Regions from separate parts of the Zea mays genome. Here all the other regions are linked to region 2. A link is a contact called in public Hi-C data. All regions are on one chromosome and are shown on one strand. The core of a region is the stretch at or near the end of the contact, and the rest is flanking DNA. Distances in the headings are between cores, read along the strand shown.

Evidence for each region. A called contact is a pair of places that touch in the nucleus more often than the background predicts.
Region 1: a contact with region 2 is called in a Hi-C map of leaf, with 6 times the contacts expected there. The contact joins the promoter of LOC100381961 here to the promoter of LOC100273874 in region 2. A contact is called at or near these places in 4 of 25 Hi-C or Micro-C datasets (leaf and tassel).
Region 3: a Hi-C map of leaf shows a contact between it and region 2, with 4 times the contacts expected there. The contact joins the promoter of LOC100272879 here to the promoter of LOC100273874 in region 2. A contact is called at or near these places in 7 of 25 Hi-C or Micro-C datasets (bundle sheath, ear, endosperm and 2 more).

The regions. Positions count from the first base shown.
Region 1 is chr9:149,139,264-149,143,244 of Zm-B73-REFERENCE-NAM-5.0, forward strand. LOC100381961 (armadillo repeat only 1) reads left to right here and starts at 2,400. Exons shown (of 1, transcript NM_001323066.1): 1 at 2,400-3,981. The coding sequence starts at 2,637.
Region 2 is chr9:149,309,290-149,312,823 of Zm-B73-REFERENCE-NAM-5.0, forward strand. LOC100273874 (S-adenosyl-L-methionine-dependent methyltransferase superfamily protein) reads right to left here and starts at 2,158. Exons shown (of 7, transcript NM_001360481.1): 1 at 1,990-2,158. The coding sequence starts at 2,116. It overlaps LOC100283637 (26S proteasome non-ATPase regulatory subunit 4), which reads left to right and starts at 3,061. Exons shown (of 11, transcript NM_001156538.1): 1 at 3,061-3,164; 2 at 3,251-3,364; 3 at 3,483-3,534. The coding sequence starts at 3,153.
Region 3 is chr9:149,103,504-149,107,025 of Zm-B73-REFERENCE-NAM-5.0, forward strand. It overlaps LOC100272879 (4-hydroxy-tetrahydrodipicolinate reductase 2 chloroplastic), which reads right to left and starts at 2,182. Exons shown (of 8, transcript NM_001147332.2): 1 at 1,928-2,182; 2 at 1-196. The coding sequence starts at 2,092.

The DNA.
Region 1 (3,981 bases), core at 1,150-3,649, 170 kb before region 2:
CTAACTTGCATGTATTGACATCAATTGTGTTCTAACATGGACAACATTTGGTTCAAGCTACCATAGAGGTACTAACAAATACAAGTATGAACACGTAGTATTAACAAACTTGTTGTGAACAAACAAACTACCAAGTCAGGACTCCAGAAATAATTGTGTTATACAACAGAACGATGGTAATCCATGGGGACGCTAACAATTTGTGTATGTAATTACCTTGGCTGCTGTTGATCTTGGAAGTGAATACGCAGACACCGAGTTGGTACGGATTTCTGAAGGCGACAATGAAGGAAAATTGATTTAGTACGTCTTGCATAGCGTTTATATGAACTGAAGTAGTAACTGCCTCCGGATCGAGGCGACCAACAGCCTACCTCGGAAGATGCCGACGCGACGGGGGGAACCAGAGGAAGACGGAGCGACGTCGCCGGTGTGAGTGAGCCAACGCTACGGACAGTAAACGGTCAAGTCTCCCACCGCGGCGAAGGTGGAGAATGAGAGGGCCGGATGGAGGAAAGAGCTCACGTACCTCCGACGACGGGGGATCAAGGTTCCTTCTCGACGACTCGCAGGGTCGGCCGAGGGTGCACGAACCCTAGCGAAGACGGGATTGACGTCGCAGTGGGGAGGAAAACTAACGGACAGGAAAGGACGAGGTCGCCGAGGAGTGGGTCGTACCTGTTGCGGGGAGGAGAGATCGACCTGGCGGCGGTCCGTTGGGTGCGCAGCGGCGGCGGGTTCGTTGGCGGCGGCGGAGGCGCGTTTCGTCGCCTAAACCCTAGCGAAGTGGGCGGGGGCTTCCGTTAGAAGCGAAGTGAGGGCGGCTTCGTGCGGACTGTGGGCGTTCGGCTTCTATCCGAAGCGCTACGATGAAAAGCCGCCTCAGAAGCTGGCCGTTTGGATACAGCTTCAGCTTCTGGCGGCCAGAAGCCGCCCAGAAGCTGAAACAAACAGCCACTTAATAAACTCAGAAGAAACAGTGAAGCCCCTTTGACGACATTGTAACTAAAAGGACCATATGTGTGAGAGGCAAGCTAAGACAATGCCGTCTCAATTTTCTCTGCTTTAGGGATTGTTTGGTTTCATGGGACTAAACTTTAGTCCCTCCCTTTTAGTCTATTTTAGTCCCTAAATTACTAAATATATGAAATAAAATGGAATAAATCAGATTTCCTCCCCTCTCTTTAGTCCTATTTTTGGTAATTTAGGACTAAAAAAGAGGGACTAAAGTTTAGTCTCATGGAACCAAACATGCCCTTAGTCGTAGGTCTTCTCACAAAGCTTTAGTTTGGAACTAATTTTGTGCACAACATATTGAACTCTCCAATAGTTTTGAAATCATGCATATGGATATGGTTCTACTCACGTGTGGTGTGTTTTGATCGCTGGCCAGTCTCGCGTAGCGCCAGTTAGCAGTCAGCACCTGCATTCTGACTACTTTCGTCGGTCGCAGCCCACGTCGACAGTTGGACCAGGTCAGTCGCGTCTTATTTGGACTGACAGAACACCCCTTGGCATGTAGCTGCATGGTGTAGACTGCAGAGGACTAGACTAGAGGAGTCATGGCATTGGCGTATCAATTGATTGGCACCCATGCCGAAATTTGGAGCCGATGAACAGAAAACACATCAGTTAAAAAGCCACAGCATGACGGGGAACCGCAGAAACCAGATGGTAGCAGAGTCATCGTAGTAGTGTCGTGACAGCTGACAACTTGCCGCCGCCTCACGCCACGCCCTCGGCGTGGTCGCGAGAGCACGGGATTTCTCCAACGGCATTTTCAGCACCACCGCTCTCGGCCGCCGGTGACGTGCCACTTCGCTGCACCGTCCGCCGCCAATTCGTGGCCTCTGCTTAACCCCCGTCGATAACCTTTTTTTTTTCTGCCACTGCTTCGTTCAACCGTCGTCTCCACCCATCGCAACCAGCGACGCCCCGTCCATCCATCGTCGGGCAACCTGTCGGGGGCTTCTTGGGTGGGTGAGGGCATGGGGAAGAGCAAATACTGTCTCCGCGGCGTTCGATGGCGCGCCATAGACCAGCGGCGTGGAGTCGCAAATTATAGTTTGTCGCGAGAAACGAAGCGGAAGCAGGCGACCAGAAAGAAAACCAGAGCCGAAGCTGCAAAGCACACCACACCACCGCGCTAAACTGTTGAACGCAACAGCGGACCAACGTCCACGAGCATCCACATCAGGAGGACAGCGCGCCCGCGGTAAAGGCTCCGTGCGTGAGGGCCCATCGCCAGCCTGCCATCCCGTCCGACCTGACCCACCGCGTCCGGTCCACCGACCCGGTCGCACCTGTCCCGAGCGCTCCTCCATCCTCATCCGTGCTCGCCAAGCGACGAAACCTAAGACGGCAACGCCACAGCCCACAACACAGCACACCGGCGGCCACACCAAAGCCAAGCAAGCAGCTTAGGAACCCACGCGCCCGACGCCCCGGCCTTGCTGGGCGTGCGGCGGTTCGTTACTGGCTGCATTTCTCTGCCGCCGTCTTGGCCCATCTGCCCTTCGGCGCCGTGCCAACGCCGCGGGAGCTATAGCCCCCGATTTAAAGTTCAGTTCGTGGTGGTGATACCAGACCCAGCACGCTCTCCGCCCAAAATTCGCCTGCAACCCCGAGCGACGAGGATGGGTGAGGGGTCGAAGGCGATGCTGGCCAAGCCCATCCAGCTCGCGGACCAGGTAGCGCAGCAGGCGGGGTGGCAGTGCCTCAGGGCGGACTGCACGGAGCTACGGTCCCGCGCCATGAAGCTCGCCGAGCTCCTGCGGCAGGCGGCGCGGGTGGAGCTGTACGAGCGCCCCGCCGCGCGCGTCATGGCCGACACGGAGCGGGCGCTCCACAAGGCCGCGGGCATGGCCGCGCGCTGCTTCCAGAGCCACTCCCGCCTCCGCCGCTTCTTCACGCTCAACCCGGTGTCCGGGCTCCCGCGCACTCTCGCCCTGCTCGACACCGCGCTCGAGGACATCGCCTGGCTCATCCGCGTCTCGTCCCCGCAGGACGACGACGGCGACGACGACGGCGACCTGCGGGGGCTCCCCAACATCGCGCAGAACGAGCCCGTGCTCGGCATGGTCTGGGACAACATCGCGCGCCTCCACACCGGCGGCCTCGCCGCGCGGGCCGACGCGGCCGCCACCCTCGCCTCCCTCGCCCGGGGCAACTCCTACTTCGCCAAGTACATCGTCGAGGAGGACGGCGTCGCGCCCCTCGTCAAGCTGCTCAAGGAAGGCACCGACGACGGGCAGGAGGCCGCGGCCACGGCGCTCGGCCTCCTCTGCCGCGACGAGGACAGCCTGGACAAGCTCCTCCACTCCGGGGTGTGCTCCGTCTTCGCCGCTGCGCTCAAGGAGCCGCCGATGCGCGTGCAGGCCGCGGTCGCGGACGCCATCGCGTCGCTGGCGCGCCACAGCCACAAGTGCCAGGACCTGTTCGCGCAGAGCAACGCCGTCAGGCATCTCGTCACTCACCTCTCTTCCGGAACCATCAAGGAGCATAGCAGGTATTCCATCGGCGTGAACGGCTCCCGGAACGCCGTTACTGCGGCAGCGGCGACCACGACGTCGCTCGACAATCTTCACTCCGTTGTGCTTGCCAAATCGCGAAGCGTGCGCCAAGACGAGCCTGGTTCCTCAACCAATGTGCCGCCGAACCCGTTGGAAACTTCTACTGGCCAACAGCGGGCAAGAGCGAACCAGATGCAATCGGTGGTGCAATCCGCGATGGCGGCGACCAACACGACAACGAATGGAGTCACGCCGCCGGGTGCAAGACCCCAGCTGAGCCTCAGCTCAAACGGTTCTAGTGGCCGCGGATCGCGCGAGGCCGAGGACCCGGCCACCAAGGCGCAGATGAAGGCCATGGCGGCAAAGGCTCTGTGGATGCTTGCGCGCGGCCACGTCGAAGTCTGCAAGAGCATTACAGAGTCCCGCGCGCTCCTCTGCTTCGCCAGGCTCCTCGAGGGCGGCGGCGGCG
Region 2 (3,534 bases), core at 908-3,407:
GGGTTGACGACGACGACAAGAGGGGCGTGAAGAGACGTTGCTGGTGTCATCGCGGGCAGTTAGGAGGTGGCCAGCGCAATGACGAGGGGCAGCACGGGCAAAGATGTCGGCGGAGGATGCAGTGGAGAGGGAGCCGGCGGTGGTGGGTAGAGGCCTAGCGCGGCGGCGGGCAGTGGCGAGCAGGGTGTGCAGGAAGGCCGGGAAAGGCACTGCACGTGGGGGCGGTGACGCGCAGGAAGGTCGGGGAGGGCGTTGCGCATGGGGGCGCGGACGCCGAGGAGGGCGCAGCATGCGGGGGCGGCGGGCGGCGGCGCGTAGGGCGCGCAGGAAGGCCACGGACGCCGAGTCCGGGCGTGGGACGGCGGCGGACGGCGAACATGGGGGAGTGGGGCGCGGACGTCGAGGGGGGCCTGCGCATGGGGGCACGGACGCCGGGGAGGGTCCATCGAGCGCGGCCGGGAGTAGAGGGGAGTGAGGGGCGTGACCGGCCGCCGAGCAGGGGAGGGGAGGCAGCGGGCGCGGCTGGTCTCGGAGCGCGTGCGGCCGGAGATCTATCGGCGTGGAGCGAGCCCGCGCGACGACTGATCTGGCGGCGGCGGTCGCAGCTACGGTGGTAGCTGGGGCGGCGGCCGGAGATCCATCGGCGGGGGCGTTTACGGGGGCGGCGGCTACGGAGGAGGAGGCGCGGTGGCCACGAGGGAGCCGACGGCCGTGAGGGCCGCGCCGCGCCGGGTGCAGGTGCCGCCCCGGGAGGGAGGAGCCTCCCGGGGGCGGGGGCGGCTCAGGTAGGAGTAGTGGCGGCTGTTGCTGTGGGGTGGGAGGAGAAACATAACCCTAATCCTCTGATGCCATGTAAGAATACTCACAACCCTAACCCTAATGGGCCGGCAGCCCAACGGTGGTGCTGATCCACTCACACACACAGTCTAACATTTATAATGATATTTGGCTGGAGTAAAGTGCAATGGCGGCCCCTAAACTTGTTCAGGTGTGTCAGAATGACAGATTAGGTCCCTAAACATTATTTTGATGTCATTTTAGTCCAATCTGCTGTGAACAAGACTTGGGTAGCTGACGTGGCCTTGCCTCCGTGTTGTCCACGTGGCACGGCTTTGCCACATGGCCGCCGCCTGGTCCTTGCCGCGTCCTGCTCCAATCATGTCGTGCGACGTGGACGACACGGTGGCAAGACCACGTCAGCTAACCAGGTCGTATTCTCGGCCGATTGGACTAAAATGACATCGAAACAATGTTTAGGGACCTAATCGGCCATTATGAGAGTTTAGGGACCGACTTGACACCCACTTGAACAAGTTTAGGGACCGTCAGCGCACTTTACTCTATTTCGCTGGTTAAATGTGCATGCTACACCTACACTTTCATGGTAAACACTAATTTTAAATGTGCACTAACATAATTTCCAAAAGTATATACTATTCAAACAATAATCCTAAACATCACATTGAAGCTAAGGTATTCAGTCCAAATCAGATTGCAGTAACTCCCTTAAGGCTTTAACATTAACCCAGTAACCTATCAACATGACATGCGACGATATATATTCCTGAGCATTTAAAACCATTTGATCAGAATTGTTCAAGCACAAAACACGGGAGCTAAAAGCTGAAATGGATCACTACTGCACGGATTTTGCTTTCACCGTTACTGAAAAGTCAAGGATGGCTCAAAATGCCAATGTTCCCATTATCATCAGTAGCCCCAAACATCCCCTAATTGTGTAGTAGAGGGCCAACAGCTCAAATCTCAACACAAAACTAATCGCCTTGAACTAAAATCCACAACACAAGGAGCAGCGTTTGGGCCTTCCTTGTTTGCAGGAGCAAGCTGCCTTCTGCCTTGTTATACAGGCACGTCTTCCCGTCTTCTTGAATCGCTCGACGGACGAAGATGAAGCGGATGCGAATGAACGACAAAACAAAGCGGACGCAAATGTTGCATGGGGTAAATAAGGGAAGGAATCGGCGGAACCTAGGGCGCGCGCGGAGGAGGAACGAGCAAGCAGCGCGCGGCGAAGGATGCTCCACCGCTGGGTGGCATTGGAGGCGGCACGGGATCCACTGGGCGCTGACGATGGGGATGGAGAGGAAGAGTCCATCGGAGGCTCGGAGCTCGAGATGCGTCACGTTTGTTCGTGGCGAGCACCTGAGAGATATTGAGGACTAGTTCGATTTGGTCATTCGGATTTAGGGGGTGTTTGGGAGTGAAGTTTTTTCACAGTTTTGGAAAAATACTGCAGTATTCTCAAATACTGCAGTATTATATACAGAATGGTGTTTGACAAGCTGACTAAAATCTCTGTTTTCAAAACTGAAGTATTGCAAATACTATAGTTGTCTTAAGAGCATCTCCAACAATGCCTTAAACTAGTGCCTCAAATTGAAATATAGGGCTCTACACAGGAAAAATCACTCCAACAGTGACTCAATTCAACAAATTTTGTCAAAAAACTATAGGGCATCCTCTCAAATGCCTCAAATATACTACACCGTAGTGAGCTGCCCTATAATCTAGATTTGAGGCTTTACTGTTGGAGCGGGGTGCTTTGTTGGTGCCCTAAATTATATAAAATTTACTTATTTTTAAATTATAAGGTATTTTTATAGGTCACGTTGTTGGAGATGCTCTAAGGTATTCTAAACTTAGGTCTGGACCTCAGTTTTCAAAACTGCGGTATTGTAAACTACGGTATTATCATGGCTAAAGTATATTATAGTATTTTAAAAACTGTGGTTTTCAAAAACTTTGTTCTCTAACAGGACCTTAGAGCTTGCAGTTGCAGGGATCGATAACGCCGCCTTCTTTGGCGGATCGAGCTCGGCTTCTCTGTTCTCTCGGCTCACATCGCCAGTCGCCACTCGCCAGAGGCGCAGCCGCCGCGCATGTTGGGCTTCCAGGAGTTTTTTGGGCCTATAGATCTCACATTCTCACGGACTGGGCCCAAAAGTGCTGTGCTAAGTTGAATTACGAAAGGGCCCGCATTCGGTGGTCTGTTACCTGCTACCACTGTGCATCAAGCGAATTTCTCGCGGTCGGGCGTCTAGGAGAGAGAGCTCACCTGAGCCTTTCCCAAGTTGTTTCTCTTCTCTTGCTCCGCAAACCAGCGCAAGCCCTTCCCTGACAGCGGCGGCGACATGGTGCTCGAGGTACGACATGCGCCCTGCTGCCGTTTCTCGCTCCGTGAACTCGATCCCCAACTAATCTCCTCCCCTCGATTGGCTTTCCCCTGCAGGCGACGATGATCTGCATAGACAACTCGGAGTGGATGCGGAACGGCGACTACGCCCCGTCGCGGTTCCAGGCGCAGGCCGATGCCGTCAACCTCATATGCGGTGCCAAGACCCAGGTGCCAACCGGCGGTCTCTCCATCCACCTATTCAATCGATCGAACTTTCGATGTTTCCTGTGGGCTAGGGTTTCTGGGATTCCGGATCTGATTGCTTCTGGTTGTTGAGTGGGTGCAGTCGAACCCGGAGAACACAGTAGGCGTGATGACGATGGCCGGGAAGGGCGTCC
Region 3 (3,522 bases), core at 932-3,431, 210 kb before region 2:
CTGGGAATTCATCAGCAATAGATGAAACAACATCTTCTCTTTTAGAAGGACCATATATTTGAATGTCTGTTTGTCCAACTTGTATTGTTTTTTCAACCTTCTCTCTACTACTGAATGAAACAGGGACTAGGTGAAGGCCCCTCAGAGCAGCAGCCTCAGCGACAGATAACCCCATGTTACCAGTGCAGCCATTCACCTAAATAATGGAACAAATGAAAATACTAAGTAACAAACAGGATCAGGTCTCTTCAATTAAGCAAGATAGTCTGTTTGCCTTCTTTTTTCAAATGTTTTCCTATTTTTTTAATATATATAATCAGTACAGTCGTGGCCTGTCCACTCCTGTTTCCTCCAATAAAACAAGACAGAGGAAAACTGAACAGCTATTCTACATAAAAAAATGTACCGAACTGCTCAAATAAAACAATGACATTTAGAATAGCATTATTCAATGCAAGACCTGGGAATCTTTGAAAAGTTGTGATAAAAGAACTGTTACGATATGAAGCTACAACGGTGGATACTAACTTCCAGTGTAAAATATTAAACAAGCTGTCTACCTCTTATACAGTTTTTGATATTTCCAACGACTCAGAAAATTTTCTATCGGCATAAGATATTGTTGAGCAGGATCTTTGTTGAGGAAAACAAAATTCATAAATATTTGCAGCTTTGCGCTTGCTTTATGTGAATTATAGATGAATGCACCATAGCAGAAAAAGACACCTTTGCGCCCAGGGGGGCCAGCTTCATATTTGATGAACAACCTATACTTTTACCCCAATATGCATCATCTAACCAGAAATCTAGCTTGTGTAGAGGGTAGCACATGTATGTGCATTGTGGAACCAGGCTAAGTATATGGTCATATGGTGGTGTGCTTGAGAAAATTGGAATTCTGCCATTATTAAATTTAGGATTCGTTCGAATGCCATTATGAGAACACGCTTCGTTAATACGCCATTCTCAAACACAGGCTTACAGACAAAATGCCATTTAGGGGGTTATTTGACAAAATATCAATTGATCAGACTGTTTTACCCCTAAACCAAAACTGTCTCGTCTCTGCATCCTGACGGAATCGGAGGAGAGGCCGGCCGCGATGCCGGCGAGCTCCCAGGATCGCTCTTCGTCAGCCCAATCTGGATCCTGACAAATACTTGGTTGCCACTGGTGAAGCTGACGGATCGCAGTGGCGACGGGATCCAGTCCTGGTGCTCACCGGCGATGCTGTTGCAGCTGCAGACAGAAAACGAGAGGGCACCGCCTGCTATGACATGCTGGCCATGACATCGGCTCAGCTGAGCGCCCAACATGTGCAGCACGAGATGCAAGAGAGGAGACAGAGAACGGACGCAAAGAAGAGGAGACAGAGAACGTCAGTCAGGATGCAGAGATGAGACAGAGAACGTCAGTCAGGATGCAGAGATGAGACAGAGAACGAGCCGCACAAAACAAAATTGATTGCAACAGTTTTGGTTTAGGGGTAAAACAGTTCGATTAATCGATATTTTGTCAAATAACCCCCTAAATGGCATTTTATCTGTAAGCCAGTGTTTGAGAATGGCGTATTAACGAACCGTGTTCTCGTAATGGCATTCTAACGAATCCTAAGTTTGATAATGGCAAAATTCCAATTTTCTCGGTGTGCTTCTCCATTTAAATTGTCCCAGGAAAGAGTAAAATCTGAATCCAAACCTAAAATGATTTGAACCCTTTGATCCCCAAAAGGCAGTCCAACTGTCCAAGCCACCGGCTGAGGCCTAGGACAACAGGTAACCCCGCTGTGGCATTACACCGAACGAGTAGGTGATACGTGGAAACCATTGCGCAGAGCAACTGGACCAATAATCTCGCCCTAAAAAATGAGCCAGCGTTTCATCGAACAGGTTCTCAGTGCATTGGAGGCGACCAGCGGAATGCGTACCAGAATCGGAAAGGAGACGCTCTCCGGAGGCGCAGCTGGCTCCAGAGCGGGCGCCGGTGCCGCGGCGCTAACATATTGCGGCGCGGCGGCTCCCCCGAGGCGACCCCGTCTCGGCCAAATCAAGGGGCGCGACAAGGTGGTGCTGGGTGGCCGCATCGAGAGCATCTCTACTACAGCAGCGGATAGTTTCGACTTCGACAACTGCGCGGCTTGAGAGAAGGGTACCGGACAGGGACGAGCCAAGCTAGACGAACGGTTTATCTCCAGTAGAACCGGGGGAGTATCTCCTAAATCGGGCCCAATAAATCTTCGCTAACAATTTTACCAGCTGTTATGAATTGTTTTTGTATTAAAAAACTTTTTAAAAACAAATTATAGGTAAATCTTTTTTCTGCTCCTATAAAGGACTGGTATAAAATAAAAAAATATATTAATAAATTTAATATACTTAACTATTGGTATTTTTTTGTATAGTTAGTTAAACTTGAGATATTTCAATATGCTATTGTAATAGCATTATTTTTTTCGGTCGGAAGGAGTATGTCTTATGTCTAAATGTATTATAAAATCTATGTATCTCAAGAAAGAGAACGACATGTAATTTGGATGAGAGAGAGTAGTACTCAACATCAGTGCTGAGTCCTTCAAATGTGGTACTGGTCTTATTTCAACCATTTTTATTTGGTCTAATGACAACCATTTTTATATGTGATGGGAAACGTGTATAGCACATTTTTTTCTGACGGAGAGTCATGTGGCCCAACTACAGCCCAGATCAACATAAGGAAACATAATAGCCCATATATTCCTGACGAAGCGTCAAGTGGCCCAACTACAGCCCATTTTGTGCTTACTTCGGCCAGACAGCCGAGGAGCAAGCAAGCTCATGAATGAACCGTCGCTCTGTTTCTGTTTCTGTTTCTGCTTCCTTGGCCGTTTCACACTTTGTCCGGCTTCCCGCTCGGCGCCTCATCTTCACTCTTCAGTCTCCTTGCGGTTTGCGCAGTTCCGCTACCGTTCGTTAACTCCCATGGAGGCCTGGACTCTGGTGATGGCTACAGGTCCTACTGGCGGGTGCAAAACTTTTTAACACGGGAACGGATCGCGATCCAGAATTCCAGATCAGCATCAGCATGTGCCGCCCGTCCACGCGTGCGGCTTCTGTCGGTCAGACACTCAGGTGTCTCACTGTCTCCGTGTCAGTAAAGTCGTAGTGGGCCAAGAAAATTCCCTGGCATTTGGACGAGCACCTCAACAGCTGTGAGACCGCAGCCTTTTAGCCTGTCACAGGACAAAGAAATCGCAATCGCACTAACGATCGTGTTAAAAAATATTAAAAAAAAACAATTAAAAAAACTGAAGAGAAGCTTAAAGTATGTATGCATGCATGTGGTTCATCGTCGCCGATGCCGAGCCGTGAGTGTGACATAGCGTGTGGAGGAGGTATATTATGAAAAGATTATTTTACCTTTCCAAAACTTATGTTATTACCACCCTTGAATATGTAGCAGCCTCCGATACAGAGACATACATAGAATCATCTCCCTTCTCCGTCGACTTGTTTCTTGTGATTCGGGTCCATGTAGACATATAAA